Linked DNA regions of Mus musculus: regions 1, 3, 4 and 5 are each linked to region 2. The links are chromatin contacts, called in public HiChIP or PLAC-seq and promoter capture Hi-C maps. All regions are on one chromosome and are shown on one strand. The core of a region is the stretch at or near the end of the contact, and the rest is flanking DNA. Distances in the headings are between cores, read along the strand shown.

The links. HiChIP or PLAC-seq counts read pairs in DNA pulled down with a chosen protein or histone mark. Capture Hi-C pulls out chosen DNA fragments and counts their contacts.
Region 1: a contact with region 2 is called in a promoter capture Hi-C map of liver. The contact joins the promoter of Elavl3 here to the promoter of Dock6 in region 2. A contact is called at or near these places in 11 of 39 promoter capture datasets (3T3-L1-derived adipocytes, the HPC-7 cell line, HPC-7-derived erythroid cells and 6 more), 1 of 15 datasets of contacts at CTCF or cohesin (pro-B cells), 31 of 484 Hi-C or Micro-C datasets (the 63-12 cell line, B cells, the Ba/F3 cell line and 20 more), 9 of 115 datasets of contacts at active chromatin or transcription factors (embryonic basal ganglia, embryonic forebrain, embryonic hindbrain and 5 more) and 4 of 9 other capture datasets (adipose tissue, embryonic stem cells, liver and 1 more).
Region 3: a contact with region 2 is called in an H3K4me3 HiChIP or PLAC-seq map of embryonic stem cells, with 12 times the contacts expected there. The contact joins the promoter of Smarca4 here to the promoter of Dock6 in region 2. A contact is called at or near these places in 6 of 39 promoter capture datasets (embryonic stem cells, frontonasal cranial neural crest, hippocampal neurons and 3 more), 15 of 484 Hi-C or Micro-C datasets (CD4 T cells, the G1E-ER4 cell line, Th1 cells and 9 more), 23 of 115 datasets of contacts at active chromatin or transcription factors (bone marrow-derived macrophages, craniofacial prominence, embryonic hindbrain and 7 more) and 4 of 9 other capture datasets (adipose tissue, embryonic stem cells, liver and 1 more).
Region 4: an H3K27ac HiChIP or PLAC-seq map of embryonic stem cells shows a contact between it and region 2, with 3 times the contacts expected there. The contact joins the enhancer-like site here to the promoter of Dock6 in region 2. A contact is called at or near these places in 3 of 39 promoter capture datasets (the C10 cell line, liver and stem cell-derived epiblast-like cells), 4 of 115 datasets of contacts at active chromatin or transcription factors (double positive thymocytes and embryonic stem cells) and 2 of 9 other capture datasets (adipose tissue and embryonic stem cells).
Region 5: an H3K4me3 HiChIP or PLAC-seq map of embryonic stem cells shows a contact between it and region 2, with 4 times the contacts expected there. The contact joins the promoter of Rgl3 here to the promoter of Dock6 in region 2. A contact is called at or near these places in 2 of 39 promoter capture datasets (the HPC-7 cell line and embryonic stem cells), 1 of 484 Hi-C or Micro-C datasets (Th1 cells), 4 of 115 datasets of contacts at active chromatin or transcription factors (differentiating embryonic stem cells and embryonic stem cells) and 3 of 9 other capture datasets (adipose tissue, liver and pancreatic islet).

What each region holds. Positions count from the first base shown.
Region 1 is chr9:22,050,657-22,053,356 of GRCm38.p6, forward strand. It overlaps Elavl3 (ELAV like RNA binding protein 3), which reads right to left and starts at 1,367. Exons shown (of 7, transcript NM_010487.2): 1 at 934-1,367. The coding sequence starts at 942.
Region 2 is chr9:21,851,227-21,853,926 of GRCm38.p6, forward strand. Dock6 (dedicator of cytokinesis 6) reads right to left here and starts at 1,409. Exons shown (of 50, transcript NM_177030.3): 1 at 1,319-1,409. The coding sequence starts at 1,362.
Region 3 is chr9:21,614,750-21,617,449 of GRCm38.p6, forward strand. Smarca4 (SWI/SNF related, matrix associated, actin dependent regulator of chromatin, subfamily a, member 4) reads left to right here and starts at 1,420. Exons shown (of 34, transcript NM_001174078.1): 1 at 1,420-1,651.
Region 4 is chr9:21,669,219-21,671,918 of GRCm38.p6, forward strand. It overlaps Smarca4 (SWI/SNF related, matrix associated, actin dependent regulator of chromatin, subfamily a, member 4), which reads left to right. Exons shown (of 34, transcript NM_001174078.1): 21 at 331-438; 22 at 1,266-1,352. Among named protein-coding and RNA genes, the nearest start is that of Gm26511, 53 kb to the right of the region's middle. Within about 2 kb of position 1,328, at least 19 of the 459 cell types and tissues checked have an H3K27ac peak or open chromatin away from gene starts, as enhancers often do. A contact at or near this core is called in embryonic stem cells, liver and stem cell-derived epiblast-like cells, where this site is marked.
Region 5 is chr9:21,988,195-21,990,894 of GRCm38.p6, forward strand. Rgl3 (ral guanine nucleotide dissociation stimulator-like 3) reads right to left here and starts at 1,259. Exons shown (of 19, transcript NM_023622.4): 1 at 1,171-1,259; 2 at 655-765; 3 at 1-81. The coding sequence starts at 1,203. Ccdc151 (coiled-coil domain containing 151) reads right to left here. Exons shown (of 13, transcript NM_029939.3): 11 at 2,608-2,700; 12 at 2,203-2,287; 13 at 1,677-2,050. The coding sequence ends at 1,932. Gm36414 (a long non-coding RNA gene) reads left to right here and starts at 1,302. Exons shown (of 2, transcript XR_379185.4): 1 at 1,302-1,445; 2 at 2,392-2,514.

The DNA of each region.
Region 1 (2,700 bases), core at 117-2,616, 200 kb after region 2:
GGCTCGCTTGAGGCCAGGTCCAGGGGGCCTAGGGGCGGGGCCTGGATGGGCGTGGCACGACAGGGCGTGGCATGTCGGGCGGGGCCGTGAGTTCGGGAGCTGACCAGCTCCGAGGCTGCTGAAAGCAACCGTGCGCCGGCCAGGCGGCCCGATTTGCGGGCGCGTTCAAGGTCACCCTGCGGCCCGGAGCCCTGACCGGGGAGGGCGCGTGCAGCAGGCCCTATGGAGTACTGCTGCAGCCCCGGACGCCCTCACCCGGAGGCAGCGGCCGGGGAACGGGGAGCCCCCCTCCCGCACTACCCCCCCCCCCGCAGCCCCAAGGCCCCGCGCGAGGCTACGGCCCGGCGGAGAAACAAAGGGATCACGGCGGCCGCCGCGAGGCCTCAGGGCGCCCCCTCCTCTTCCCCTCCCCGCTTGCCGCAAGGTCGACGGGGTTCGAGGACGAAGATGCCCGCCTTTCGGGTGCGGCTCGGGCTTAGAGCAGCGCGATCCGACGCCACCCGCCTCTCCATCTCCCCTCCCCCCCAAAAAGCTCTCAGAGAAGGCCGAGTGGCATTACCCGGACCAACAGTGGGAGATCGTGGCCCTTGTCCTCCTGGGCGGCCTGCGGGTCTGGGCCTGGGATGCTGGAAGCATCCTCCGCCGCCGCGGCCCCTCCCCCACAGCCTTCCAGTGAGGAGCCACAAGGACCACCGGGTGGCTGAGGGCACCCTGTACACAGCCTGGCTTTCCAAAGCCTCTCGAACCAGGCTCCACTCCCCAAAACTCCGGATGCAGCTCTGGCCACTCTCAGGCCCGAGGCGCGGTACTACCCCCCCCCCTCCCCTAGGCCTAGCTAGGCCTGGTCCTACCCCCCCACTCCCCGCGTTTCCGTGGAGCCAGCCTCCGCCCCTCCCTCCCGTGTTCGTCTCGCGGCGACAAGGGAGTACCTACAGTGACCATTCTTGTGTGCCCGGCGGGCGCGGTCCGTATCGAGGGCGGCTCCGGGGGTCGTGCACTCCTAGGGGGGCGCCTGGTGCTCACGCCGGGGTCCCGCCCGGGCGTCTGCGTCTGCGGCCGCTGCAGAGGAGGAGATGGAGGCGGCGGCGCCTTCGAAGGCCGGGAACTGACCCGAGCCTGGGGATGCGCGCTTCGACGGCCAGACCCCCAGCGGCAGGTGGATGGAGGGAGCGGGCACGCAGTGGAGGGTGCCCGGAGCGCGGCCCCGCCGGGCCTGAAGAAGTCGCTCTTTCTGTGACTGAGATCTCGGCAGCTCTGCCTTCTGCGGCGGGCCCTCAGTTCGGCCTGTCCCGTGCCGGGTGATGGGTCCTCTCCTCTCGCCCGCCCTCCCTCCCTCCCACCGGCCCGCGCTGCGCGCTCCGCGCTCTGGGTCGCACTGCCGCCGCCCCCAGCCCTTTATAGAGGCAGCTGCCAGCGCCGGCGTCGCTCATTGGCTGAGACGGTGGGTCTCCGCCTCCTCCCGGCTCCCGACGGCGCGGCAGGTGGAAGCGAGTGCGGGCCTAGACTCTGCGTGCCAAAAGAGAATAGGATGAGGCATCAGATCTTGGCTCTTTCTTGCCTGCGGACTCTGACTCTAGTCTTGACACCACTCTCGAGTATTACTTTAGCTTTGCCGACAAATTGGGTTCCCCTCTTCAGTCCAGCATCTAACTCTGAAGGGGTAAAAAACAGCCTTTGGTGACCCAAACACAACCAGGGGTGCATGGGTGATGTCTGGGAGGGCTGGGAAAGGGCAAACACTCAGACCCAGACCCGTTCTGCTAGATCCGAAGTGAACAGTTTTTGTTTCCACATGGCCTCTGGTGATATTAGAATACTAGGTGTGGTGAGCCAGGAAGGTAGTTTGAGTCTAGCATGGGCTACACAGCACTTTATGCTGATCTGGGCTACATAGCAAACTTCAGGCTGTTGCGTGCTGCTTAGGAGACCCTGGGTTTTTTTTTTTTTAATTAAAGAACAAAGAAAAGAAAATCTAAACAAACAAACAACAACAACAACAAAAAAACCCAAACCAAACCAACCAACCAACCAAACATAAAACAAAAGTAAGGTGAGCACGATGTAAGGCTAACTTTAGAAGATAGTCAGAGTGATCAAGAGTTCAAAGCCAGCCTGGGTTACATAAGACCGGTTCTCAAAAATAAATAAAATAAAATAAAACAAAACAGAAGGCTGCAGGAAGCTGGAAAGATAGCTCAGCAAGAAAAGGTTCTTGCCATACAGGCCTGGAAATCTGATGTTTGTTTGTTTGTTTTTTGAGACAGGGTTCCTCGGTGTAGCACTGACTGTCCTGGAACGTCCTTGATAGGTCAGAGTGGCCTCCAGCTCAGGTATCCATCTGCCTCTCCCAGGTGTTGGAATGAAAGATATTTGCCACCATGCTAGGTAGCGACCTGAAGTGTGATCCCCTGAACCCATGTAAAGAAAGAAAGAGAGAATCAACTCTACATGGTACACACACACACACACACACACACACACACACACACACACACACGCACATGCACACACACTAATAGTAATAAATTAAAAAAAAATGGGTTGAGGATTGGTTCAGTTACTAGCCCATGAAACCCCAGATCCGATCCCTAGCACCACATAAACAAGCCTGGAATCACAACACTGGGGGTGCTGAGGCAAAAGGGTCAGAATCTTAAAGTCAGGGTCAGTTATGTAGTGAATTCCAGGCCAGCCTAGGCT
Region 2 (2,700 bases), core at 159-2,658:
ACACATGTACACACAGTAAGTGAATGCTAGGATAGGGTGAGAACCTTTCTCAAAATAAAGCAAACACAAAAGCAAGGTGCTGTAGATGTGGTTACCATGGAAACTGAGTGTGGCAGGGGGGGCCAGGAGTTCATGGCCGGTCTTGGCTACATAGTGCATCTGAGGTCAGCATGGGCTACGTGACCCCATCCCAGACTAACAAAACACAACAAAGTAAAACCAAGACTCCATTCAGTTGCAGGTTCATCTGGGGTTGTGGGAGAACTCAATAGGTAGGTGAATGTGCAGAAGCATCTATTTATCTACCAGGCTGCTTGGGAAATCTTGGGCTCCCTCACTACATCAAGGCCCAGGATCATTCTGCACATCTTTCCCACCTGAGCTAAAGGCATAAGGACTTAGGAGGCAAGACAACAAACAGAAAACTGCCCAACTGCTCTGCCCCAGATCACAACCCTCCTCTATCCAGAACTCTCTGTGGCTCTCACTTCACTTGGGGTCACAGTCAAAGTCCTTCTGGCCTACAAGGCGTAGGCCCTATAAAATCTATTCCTATTGGTCCCTCTGTGGCCCCAGGGCCTTTGCATTTGCTTCTTTCCTGGATGATGGGCAGATCTCTTCCTTCGCTCCTTTAGGTCTGTGCTTAACTCTACCTGGCCTACCATTGAGACCCTATCCTCCCTTTCCTGTCTTATGCATCCACACCATACCACGGACACATCTATGTTTGTCCCACCAGAGCGAAATCCAAGAATGGGGCAACTTTCTTGTGTCTCCATCAGGGTGGGACCCACAGAGTGGCTTCTCTCACCTAAGGTGGTCAGACAGGTCTCCAGAGGATCGGATACCTGGGATGATTTACCTGGGATGATTTCTAACCTACCCCAGATTTGAGCCTCTCTCACAATCCAGTGTCCATGGAAGGGGATCCCCCAGCATCTGTTGCCTGTCCCTCCCCTGTCTGCCCACCAGCTGGTTCAGTCCCCAGCCCCCTCGGCCCCCTCCCACGCCCAGCCGGTGCTGGGAGAGGCTGGGGCAGGAGACTGAGGGGCTATCCCCAGCTGTCCCCAGCTCCAGACAGCTGGGTCCCGGGACCCTGGGCGGGGGAGGGGTGCGAATTTCCCCAGGCTGGTGAAGGGAAGGACGGCAAGAGGGTCCGAATGCAGCCTAGCACTCTCGGAGCCCGGCCCGCACGGACCCGGGATGCGCTTCCTCCTCCGGGAAGTCCTCGGGGAGCCCGGCACGCCCCCGCTGCCCGCCATCTCCAGCACTCGCCCGTCCCGCCCAGAGTGGCCGTGACCGCGGCCGCTCTCACTACCTGTTGATCTTGTGAGCGAAGGCGCGGCGCTCCGAGGCCGCCATGACGCCCCGCGTCCCGCCGCAGCCTCCCGAGTCTGGGCAGCCGGGCTGGGCGGAGCAGGCGCGCGGGAGAGGCGGGGCCTGTGCTGATGGGGCGGGGCCTGCACTTCGACCCGCCCCAGCCGCGGAACCAAGACGGGAATGACGCGGGGTCTTCTCGGGGCGTGGTGGCGAGGCCGGGCCAACTCTAGGATGGGGAGGAGCCTTCTCTGGAGGGGGCGGGGCTTTCCCTAGATAGGGCGGAGCCTTTTCTGGGATGCCGTGGGGCCAGCATTGAGAGTGGGACAGAAATACTGGGGATGGGGAGGAGACAGCGCTGACAGGAGGATGGAGCAGGCTGTGATCTGGGATGTCGCTGCTCTAGGATAGGGACCGGGACAAGGCTGGAGAGATGAGGATCTTTGTGGGCGTGGCTTATGAGGGACGGTCCTTGATGGGCGGGACGTTGTGAGTGGCTCATCTCTGCGATGGGCTAGGGAGCTGGGGACCAGGCAGAGCAGGGCATGGGGTGGGTGTGGAGCAGGGGCAGGGCATGGAAGGGAGTGTTCCCCTCCCACTGGGGTCAAGATGGGGAAACTGAGTCTTCTGTTGGGCTGGGAAGAAAAAATACGGAACATCAAAACCTGTTAGGTCAGCCGGGCAGTGGTGGCTCATGCCTTTAATCCCAGCACTTAGGAGGCAGAGGCAGGCTAATTTCTGAGTTCGAGGCCAGCCTGGTCTACAGAGTGAGTTCCAAGACAGCCAGGGCTACACAGAGAAACCCTGTCTCGAAAAAACAACACAAAACAAAACAAACAAACAAACAAAAAAGTTAGGTCCTCACTAGTCCCGGAGGCACGCTGCCTAAAAAACAACATCAATGTCACACAATAATTACTAAGGTTTTGTTTATAGTCGCTCAATGGACATAGGTGGGAAGAACTGTTGTTTTCCACTACTGACAAGTGGGTTAACTGAAGCCTAGCAGTGTGGAGGCTTTTACATAGTAGGCCTCAAAAGGTGCTCAAGGGACTTCCTGCCAGTCTCTGGGTTGCAGTAGAGAGGTGGATGAGTCCAGCTAAGCTCAGGGGTGTCACTCTAGGAGGTGTGACTCAGAAAGCCAGTATCGATACCTGAGCGAGCCAGTCCGGAAGTTTCTGATTACCTGAAGTTGTAGGATGTCTTCATTAATTTGTGGCCTTAAATATCTTCCCAACAGCTCCTTTCCCAATAACAGTTTCCTAGAATTTTTTCAGTCCTGGCTCATCTTTGGATATGCCAATTGTCTGCTGCCTCCACACCTTCTCCTGAGTAGCTTCAGCCCTCTGAGCAGTCACGGTCAAAACAGTCTTGGTAGGGTAG
Region 3 (2,700 bases), core at 170-2,669, 240 kb before region 2:
GTTCCAGGTCAGCCAGAGCTACACAAAGAAACTCTGTCCTCGAAAAACAAAAACAAAACAAAACAACCAAGCGAAAATACCATGATAGTTTGCCAGTCTTGGTATCTTGGGTCTGTAACCCTAGCGTTTAAGAGGCAGTAGCAGGCCAGTGATTTAATGGCCTGAAACATTCTTTTTTGTTCTTTGTGGCAGAAAACACCCTTTTGTTTGTTTACTTAGAGAAGGTCTCACTTTGTATCCATGGCTGCCCTGGAACCTCACTATGTAAAAGACCAAGCTGGATTGGTACATGCATGCAGCACTCAGGAAGGAAGATGTCTGAGTTCGAGGCCAGCTTAGTCTAGAGCAAGTGCCAGGACAGCCACGGCTACACAAAGAAAACCCGTCTTAAAAAACTAAAGACAGCCGGGCGTGGTGGCGCACGCCTTTAATCCCAGCACTCGGGAGGCAGAGGCAGGCGGATTTCTTGAGTTCGAGGCCAGTCTGGTCTACAGAGTGAGTTCCAGGACAGCCAGGGCTACACAGAGAAACCCTGTCTCGAAAAACCAAAAAAATAAAAACAAACAAACAAACAAACAAACAAACCATAAAGACACACAACAAAAACAAGTAACACCTTGGTAACAAACTCAAGAGATCCACCTGCCTCTGCCTCCCGAACACTACCAAATATTTTAAAAACTCAACCAGAGGCATGAATCTACAGATTTGGACAGAGTTCTATGCTCCAAGGCTAATGGCTTTCTTGGAAATCAGAAGTTAAATTGTGAATATGGCTGTTTCTACCTCACACTCTGTATTTTACTTATTCATTCGGTTGCCTCCCCACAGACTGTAATAGAGGGCAGCAAGTAGCCGATAGCAGCTCAATAAATATTTGTAAAGCTAATTACTGGGCCTCAGCAGGTTCTGCAGGAAATGTGGCCAGGGCAGAGTCTTGCAGAGCAGGCAGGGCAGCGCCAGAACCAGGATCAAAGCGTTTCCCGGGCCTGCACTTAGCACCGCGTGGGCTCTGCCGGTCCTGGGATAGCTTGGCCATCTCTCCGCTTCTCTTTCCTCCCTGGGTGCTCCAACTGCTCCGAGCCTGAGGACTTTAATTTCATCCTTACTATCTCCCATCTGGACCACCCACCCCCTCCCCCAACCTTTAAGCGTCGCCGCAGTGCTACCCCCACTGCGCATGCCTCCCGGCTTGAGGCCCAGTTTCGTGCCTGGGAGGTAGATGTGCGCTTGCGCAGAGCCGCCCCGAGCCCCCCACAGGGGCGGTGCACCAGGATCTTGTGCAGCCTCTGGGCCCGCCCACCTCCTCGCGCCCTCAAAGGACTAGTACGCGTGCGCACAGCGAATGGCTGAGCATGCGCGCAGAGAGCGGAAGGGTGGGCTGGCGCGCGCACGAGGCCGGCCGGGCAGCGGAAGCAGGGCAAGTGGAGCGGGTAGACAGGGAGGCGGGGGCGCGCGGCGGGCGCGTGCGGTGGGGGGGGGTGGCCTGGCGAAGCCCAGCGGGCGCGCGCGCGAGGCTTTCCCACTCGCTTGGCAGCGGCGGAGACGGCTTCTTTGTTTCCTGAGGAGAAGCGAGACGCCCACTCTGTCCCCGACCCCTCGTGGAGGGTTGGGGGCGGCGCCAGGAAGGTTACGGCGCCGTTACCTCCAGGTAAGGAATGGAGGCTCCCGGGCGGAACCAGGCTCCCGGGGCTTGGGCAAGACGGTTTGAATGAAGCGGAGGCGCCGGGAGGGGGAGGGGGCAGCTGGGCGACCAAAGCGGGGTCGCGGTACGGCGGCGCCTGAGGGTCAAGAAGCCCTGCGCGCGCGTCTCAGGCCGCAGTGCAGCGAGACCGCGGCGGCTTCCTGACTGTGGCCGGCGAGGCGGGTGGCTCTGGGCCGCGTGAAGGCCGCGCGCGCGTTCTCGTAGGGTCTTGGACAAAGCTTCTTCCCTTTGGCGTTTCAGAGATCCAGATCCCCCACTTTAATTTCTGTGGACCCCAACTTTGAACAGTGGCTAGGTGTCGTGGGCTTTTCTGGCCTCGTTTGTAACGGGTGGGATCCCAATGCCCTGTGGTCGGGCGTCGGGAGCAACATTTTTACCTCAGTTATTGATGCCCAGTGTAGCTTGGACACAGTCATGAGCCCTCTTCGGTCTCCAGACCTTACTTTCTTCATGTTTATTATTTTTTTTTTTGATAAATTTCATTATTGCAGATTTTGAAGGAAAAATAAAGAATTTCTTCCATGGCTTCAAAATGTTTGCCTAAAAAGTGAAAGATGCCTGGGGACGTTTGCTCTCGGCGGCATTGTTTTTCTTTTGAGTCCCTTGGCCCTTCCCAGTTTTTAAGATAGGGTTTTTTATTTTAAAACACCGAAGGCAAGTGTTTTGTGCGGGTCCGAAGACATCTACTTGATCCCTTTTACCTCCAGTGACTCCTCAGGAACTAGAAACAAGTTTTTGTTTGAACTGACAGACAGCCTTTGAGTTTGATGCCCAGCGCCGGCTGCTGTCAGCTTGCTGTGTGGCCTTAGGCGAAATCGCTAATCTCGCCAAACCTCTTGGTTTCCTCCTTTGTACAAGGGAATTACTTTCGCTGTTAGGATTGGGAAGAACTAGGCAAATCGTTCCTACATCATCATTATTCTGATTTTGAAGACAGACTCTTATAACCTAGGCTGACATCCAGCTCCTCATGTAGACCAGGCTGGCTTCATCCT
Region 4 (2,700 bases), core at 78-2,577, 180 kb before region 2:
CTGTGTCCTTGTCCAAACTCCTGTCCACAGACAGAGGCTAGGACTCAGGTTGGATCTACTGAGTGGTATCAGTGGTGTGGGCCCTCTGCTCTATGCACCCACACTTGGCTTGCCTCTCTGGTTGACTTCACCGTTTATTTTCTGACAAGCTGTGGAAAGCCTTCCAGAATTTTGACCCAGAATCTCCTCCTCTTCCCAGATCTCCCTACTTTGAGGGCTCCTCCCTCATACCCCATGTCCTAATCAGAGTGCTGGTCACAAGGGTCCACTTGGTGGCACAGGCAACCCAGTTTAAGTTTGTATGGCCTGAGAGTGTTCTTTGCTCCACAGGTAGAGTATGTCATCAAATGCGACATGTCAGCCCTGCAGCGTGTGCTGTACCGTCACATGCAGGCCAAAGGTGTGCTGCTGACTGACGGCTCCGAGAAGGACAAGAAGGTTTGTTCCAGGTTCCTCTTTATCTATTTCACGATTGTCTAAAGGGAGAGGGTAGATGAAGAGCACCATGGGATCTGAGAATTGAATTGGTACTCTGCCCAGGAGACTTCGTTTGGCCCCATCCCTCAGGCATTCAAACAGCCACAGCTGTAATGTATCCTTTGAGGATGCTTACTAGACTGCTTTCTGGAGTTGCCCTTGTTTGAGTACCTGCCTTCCTCGAGACAGCAGGAAGCCCTGGGCTGACTGATGCAGAGTGGGAATAGTCCTATGGAACTTTACTTACCCAGCAGCCTTATCTGTCATGGCCTCTGCACCCTTCCTCTTTCTATTACTGGGGGCATCCCGACATTGGAAAGAGTGGGAGGGGGAGCCACTGCTCTCTTGGGAGCACTCAAGAGTGTCATTCTACACCTCCTCTAAGCAAGCCTGGGCTTGTCCCCCAGGGAATTACTAGTCCCTGCAATCCGTACCCAGCATCCTAGCCATGGCCTTAGGTGTGTGTCTGTTGTTCAGCCCCTTTCTTACCTGTGCGTTGGAGCATTGCGCTCCTTGCTTCCCTCCCTAGTACAGATCACTGTACCCTTCTTTGTGTAGCTGTACTGTGAGTGTGCTTACCCTTTGCTGTTTGCTATGTTTGCTTCCATTCAGTTCTTGTGCCAGTTAGTCTCTTAGGTCTTCTCAGAGAACTCCCTTCCGTAACAGGGCTACAAAGATAACCACCAGCTTGCTCTGGGCCATTCTTCTACCACCCTGCCCAATCTTGCCCACCTCCATCTTGCCCTAAAGGCAGGATTCCGTTTTGACCATCTCATGTGCCTCTGCAGGGCAAAGGTGGCACCAAGACACTGATGAACACTATTATGCAACTGCGTAAGATCTGCAACCACCCCTACATGTTCCAGCACATCGAGGTAAGGCCACAGCCCAGAGTCCTGGCTCTTGGTGGCAGAGCTAGGCTGCTTGTCCCTGACGATTGTGGCCATGTGTGTACATGTGTTAATAGGCCAGAGGTTGATGCCTTTATTATCCTCGGCTTATGCTTTAGAGGTATCTTTCATTGAACTTGGAGCTCACTAACTTTTAGACATGATGGCTAATGAGCTCCACAGATCTGTTTTTCTCTACACAGCTCTGAGGTTACTCACATCAGTCAGCAAGCCTGGCTTCTAAGTGCCAGCTATCCAGCTCAGGTTGTCATGAGTACAGCAGGGCATATCTGTCTCCTCAGTCCTTAGGATGTTCTTAAGAATGGCTAAGGAGCTGGCCATAGTTCCAGCACTCAGGAGGCAGACCCAGGTAGATGTCTGTGAGTTCCAGGACAGCCAGGCATGGTGCACTCAGGGGACAAAAGCAGATGAATCTCTTGAGTAAAGGCCAACCTGGTCTACAGAGAAAGTAGGACAGCCAGGGCTACACAGAGAAAGGAAAATCCTGTCGAAACAAACAAACAAAAAAGACTTAAGGTCTTCTCACTAGCCACTGTCTTTACACCTGTATCTGTCAAGTTTTCCTTTTTCTGGTATTTATGGGGGGTGGGGGGAGTTGCCCAGTGTAACCCAGGCCTGTGACAAGGAAACAGGTGTTCTAGTTTTGGGTGTGTACATCTCAGCTGATGTTTAGCAAAGCCATCATGGGACTGAAAATTAAAGTCTCTAGAAGTATTTGCTCAAGAGTCACCTCTAGGCTGGAGAGATGGCTCAAAGGTTAAGAGAACTGGCTGTTCTTCCAGAGGTCCTGAGTTCAATTTCCAGCAACCACATGGTGGCTCACGACCATCTCTAATGAGATCTGGCCTGTAGACACATGTAGACAGAACACTGTATACATAATAAATACATCTTTAAAAAACAGTCACCTTGTAGGTATTTTCTGCGTGTTTGGGGACTCCTCCCTTGGGAAGTGTTCCCACTCCTGAGGTTACACGTGTCTCTGTCAGGGCTTCTTACCTGCAGGTTATGAAGTGCTGATGGACAGACATCAGTCAGGTCTGTGACCACAGCCACGGTCATCATGAGTAACTGTGCTTTTGGAGAATCTCGACTCTTGCCTAAAAAGCAAGCATGTGTTAGTATTCTTAGTGTACAGTTTCAGGGTCACTCAAGACCTCTGAGTCCTTAGCGTTCCATTTCAGGGTGGTCTGAGGTGTTGACGTTGGTGCCTAATATCACATAGTCTTCTTCCCATCCTTCACAGGAAGAGCATGAGGGTTGGCATTGGTGCACTGAGTCCAAGCTGGACATCCACATCTGGACTCTGTGC
Region 5 (2,700 bases), core at 9-2,508, 140 kb after region 2:
CCGCTCCAGTCGGGCGGCCCTCAGCGCCCGCACCTTGCTGGTTCGGTAATGAAGGAAGGTGTCGGTAGCCGGGATGGGGGTCTGCGGGGGAGTGGGGCAGTGAATGAAATAAGGTGAGGAGCGTTCCAAGCACCTTGTTTCCAATTATACCCATCTCTGGCACTTTTTTTGGGGGGGTGTGACTGTGTCCTTTTCTGAAACTCCGAGACTCCCTAAATATACACCAATCATGCAATGCTCACATCAACCCCGCAGGACACCCCACTACTCTAGCACTTCCCTCTGTGCCCTCCTCACCCCGCCACCCCAGGCTTCAGGCAGTTTTGCAGCCAAGCTTCACTGGCCAAGCCTGAGTCCCACCCATCACCACCTGGCCGCTCCTCCGTTCTGCTTTCCTGCACCCTGCCGGTCAGTTTCGCCTTTGGGGGGAGCGCTATCACCTGGCCCCACCCCGTTTCCTGGATTCAAACCAAGTCACCTGGCCGCCCCCAGGCCCTTTCCACACACCTGGTCGCCTCTTAGCTCCGCCCTTCCTCCTGGCCCCGTAGTTCTAGGGAGGCTCACCCTCAGCTCTCCAGCTTCCCCCTCTCCTCCCAACTCCCAGGCCCCTGAGCTGAGTCCGCCCTCACTTGCTCGCCTCAGTCCCTTCCTCACCTGGCCTTCTCCAGACCTCTCTGGGGTCGAGCGCTGGCTGCGCTGCCGCCGCAGGGAGACGCTGTACACGGCGCCATCCTCGGTCTCCTCGCCCCAGTCCTGCAGCGGCGCCTGGATGTGGAGGCGGGCTCAGGGAAGTCCCTCCGGCTTCAGCCCCCTGCCTTTATGTTTGGCCCACTTTCCCGAACAGAGTATTCAAGACTCGGGGTGGGATCCCAGGTCTTCGCCACGGATACCCTTCTCCCAGGTCTTGAGTGGATGGAGTATCATTTGGGGATATCCCAGAGTCCAATGTCACAAAGAATCTGTCACCTCCTCCTGAGATTCCTCAGACCCCCGTCCCCATCCCCCAAACTAGCCGCTTCACGGGGTCAGGAACTCTGAATCCCCAAATGGGGACTCCAAGGCACATCCATTTTGCAGAAAGATTAGAAAACGAGGGGCGGTCGCCTGGAGTTTCTGAATCTGGGGGTACACTAGGGACGTGGGGTCCGAGGATCCCCAGCTTCCTCTTACCAGGGCCAGCTCTTTGCCCGCTGTCCTCTCCATGGCCCCGGTGCCCGTCCTGCTCCCTGGCGCCGCTGAGTGAAGCGGAAGGGCCAGCGGGCAGTGGGGCGGGGCAGCCGAGCGTCCAGTCGTGGGGCGGGGCTGGGCAAGGCGGTCCCACAATTCCAGAGGTCCCCAGCCGGACCCCATCCCCGCACCCAGGCTAGCCTAGAAGTCCCGTTCCTTCCCAGAAGTGCGGGTCAATCTGTCACTCAGACATATGGGTGCAGGGGACACGACAACAGGTCTGTGTCCCTGGGAGGGAAGTGCTTTATACTAGGTTGGGGTTGATCAATCCCAGGTGTCGAGGGTGTCTCCTATGTCTGGAGGAGAAGGAGGGCACACTGAATCTGTACCATAGGTGATGGAAGCCATGCCATCTCAGGCTAGAAGCCGCGAAGTGTCTGTGGCCCTGCATTTTGTGGGGGCAGCCTTTTGGGGGCGGTGCAGGGTCAAAAAGAGGTGAATACCCAGGGGGTTGTTCAGTGACCTTTATTGCGCGATTCCGAGGCGGGCACCAACCCGCCTCGAGAGATTTACTGTGGGAACTTCTGGCTCGGCCTTTTCTCTCCTCCGGGCGCTGCTGGCCTGCGGTGCTCCCTGCTTGAGCTTCCTCCAAGCCCTTGAAGGAGCCTCCGGGGCTCCCAGACACACACCACCCGTAGGTGGACCCAGAGGGTCGGAGGGCTCCCTAGAGTCCCGGAGGCATCCGATAGGACTTGACTGCGAGTCTAAGATCTGCGCAACCTATTGCGCTTCTTGCTGCGGGCTTCGATTAACTTCTGGGAACGGAGCTTGAAGGCAGCGCGGGTCACCACATCACGGTCATCATCCTCACTCTCCTCTTCATCTACAGAGAGAGGCAGGGGTGGGTGATGGGGAGGGTGAGGGACCGTTTCTTTTTCCCTTCCCAGCCTTCGCCACACCATGCACCTCCTCCTTGGCCTTGACTTAAGGCCACCTCGCGCCCCTCCCATTCATCCCCCTTTGGCCCACACTGACCAAAGAACTTGTCCTTGACACTGGCGACGGGCAGAAGGATGCGGGTGTTGTATAGGGGCAGCTTTCCTTCTAGCGTGGCCAGGAACTGCGGGGGGGGGGGGTAGGGGGAGGCCGGAGAGAGATGTGGGATGGCAGTGAGGCTCTGTTCCACCTCCGTGCACCTTACATTGAGTTTCTACCGGATTCTAGGTGGAGATCACTGCCCACCCTTCGCTGCCTGGTTTCGGAGGCCCTGCCACCTGAGATCCACCCAGTCCAGGCTTCGCTACTCTGGTTATGAAGCTCACGCCCATTCAGCACCTGTTTCCTATGTCAGTCTGCTCTCTGATTTTCGACCCTCCCTCCCCCACCCCCACCCCCACCCCCTGCCTTGGTCCCCACTGGCCGCGGAGGATGTGTGTGAACCTCTCGGTCTGCTATGTGTCGCAGCAACTCAGGCACGTCCTGGCTCTCCAGTTGGTCCTGCAGTTTCAGCAGCTTTTCCTGGACAACTACCAG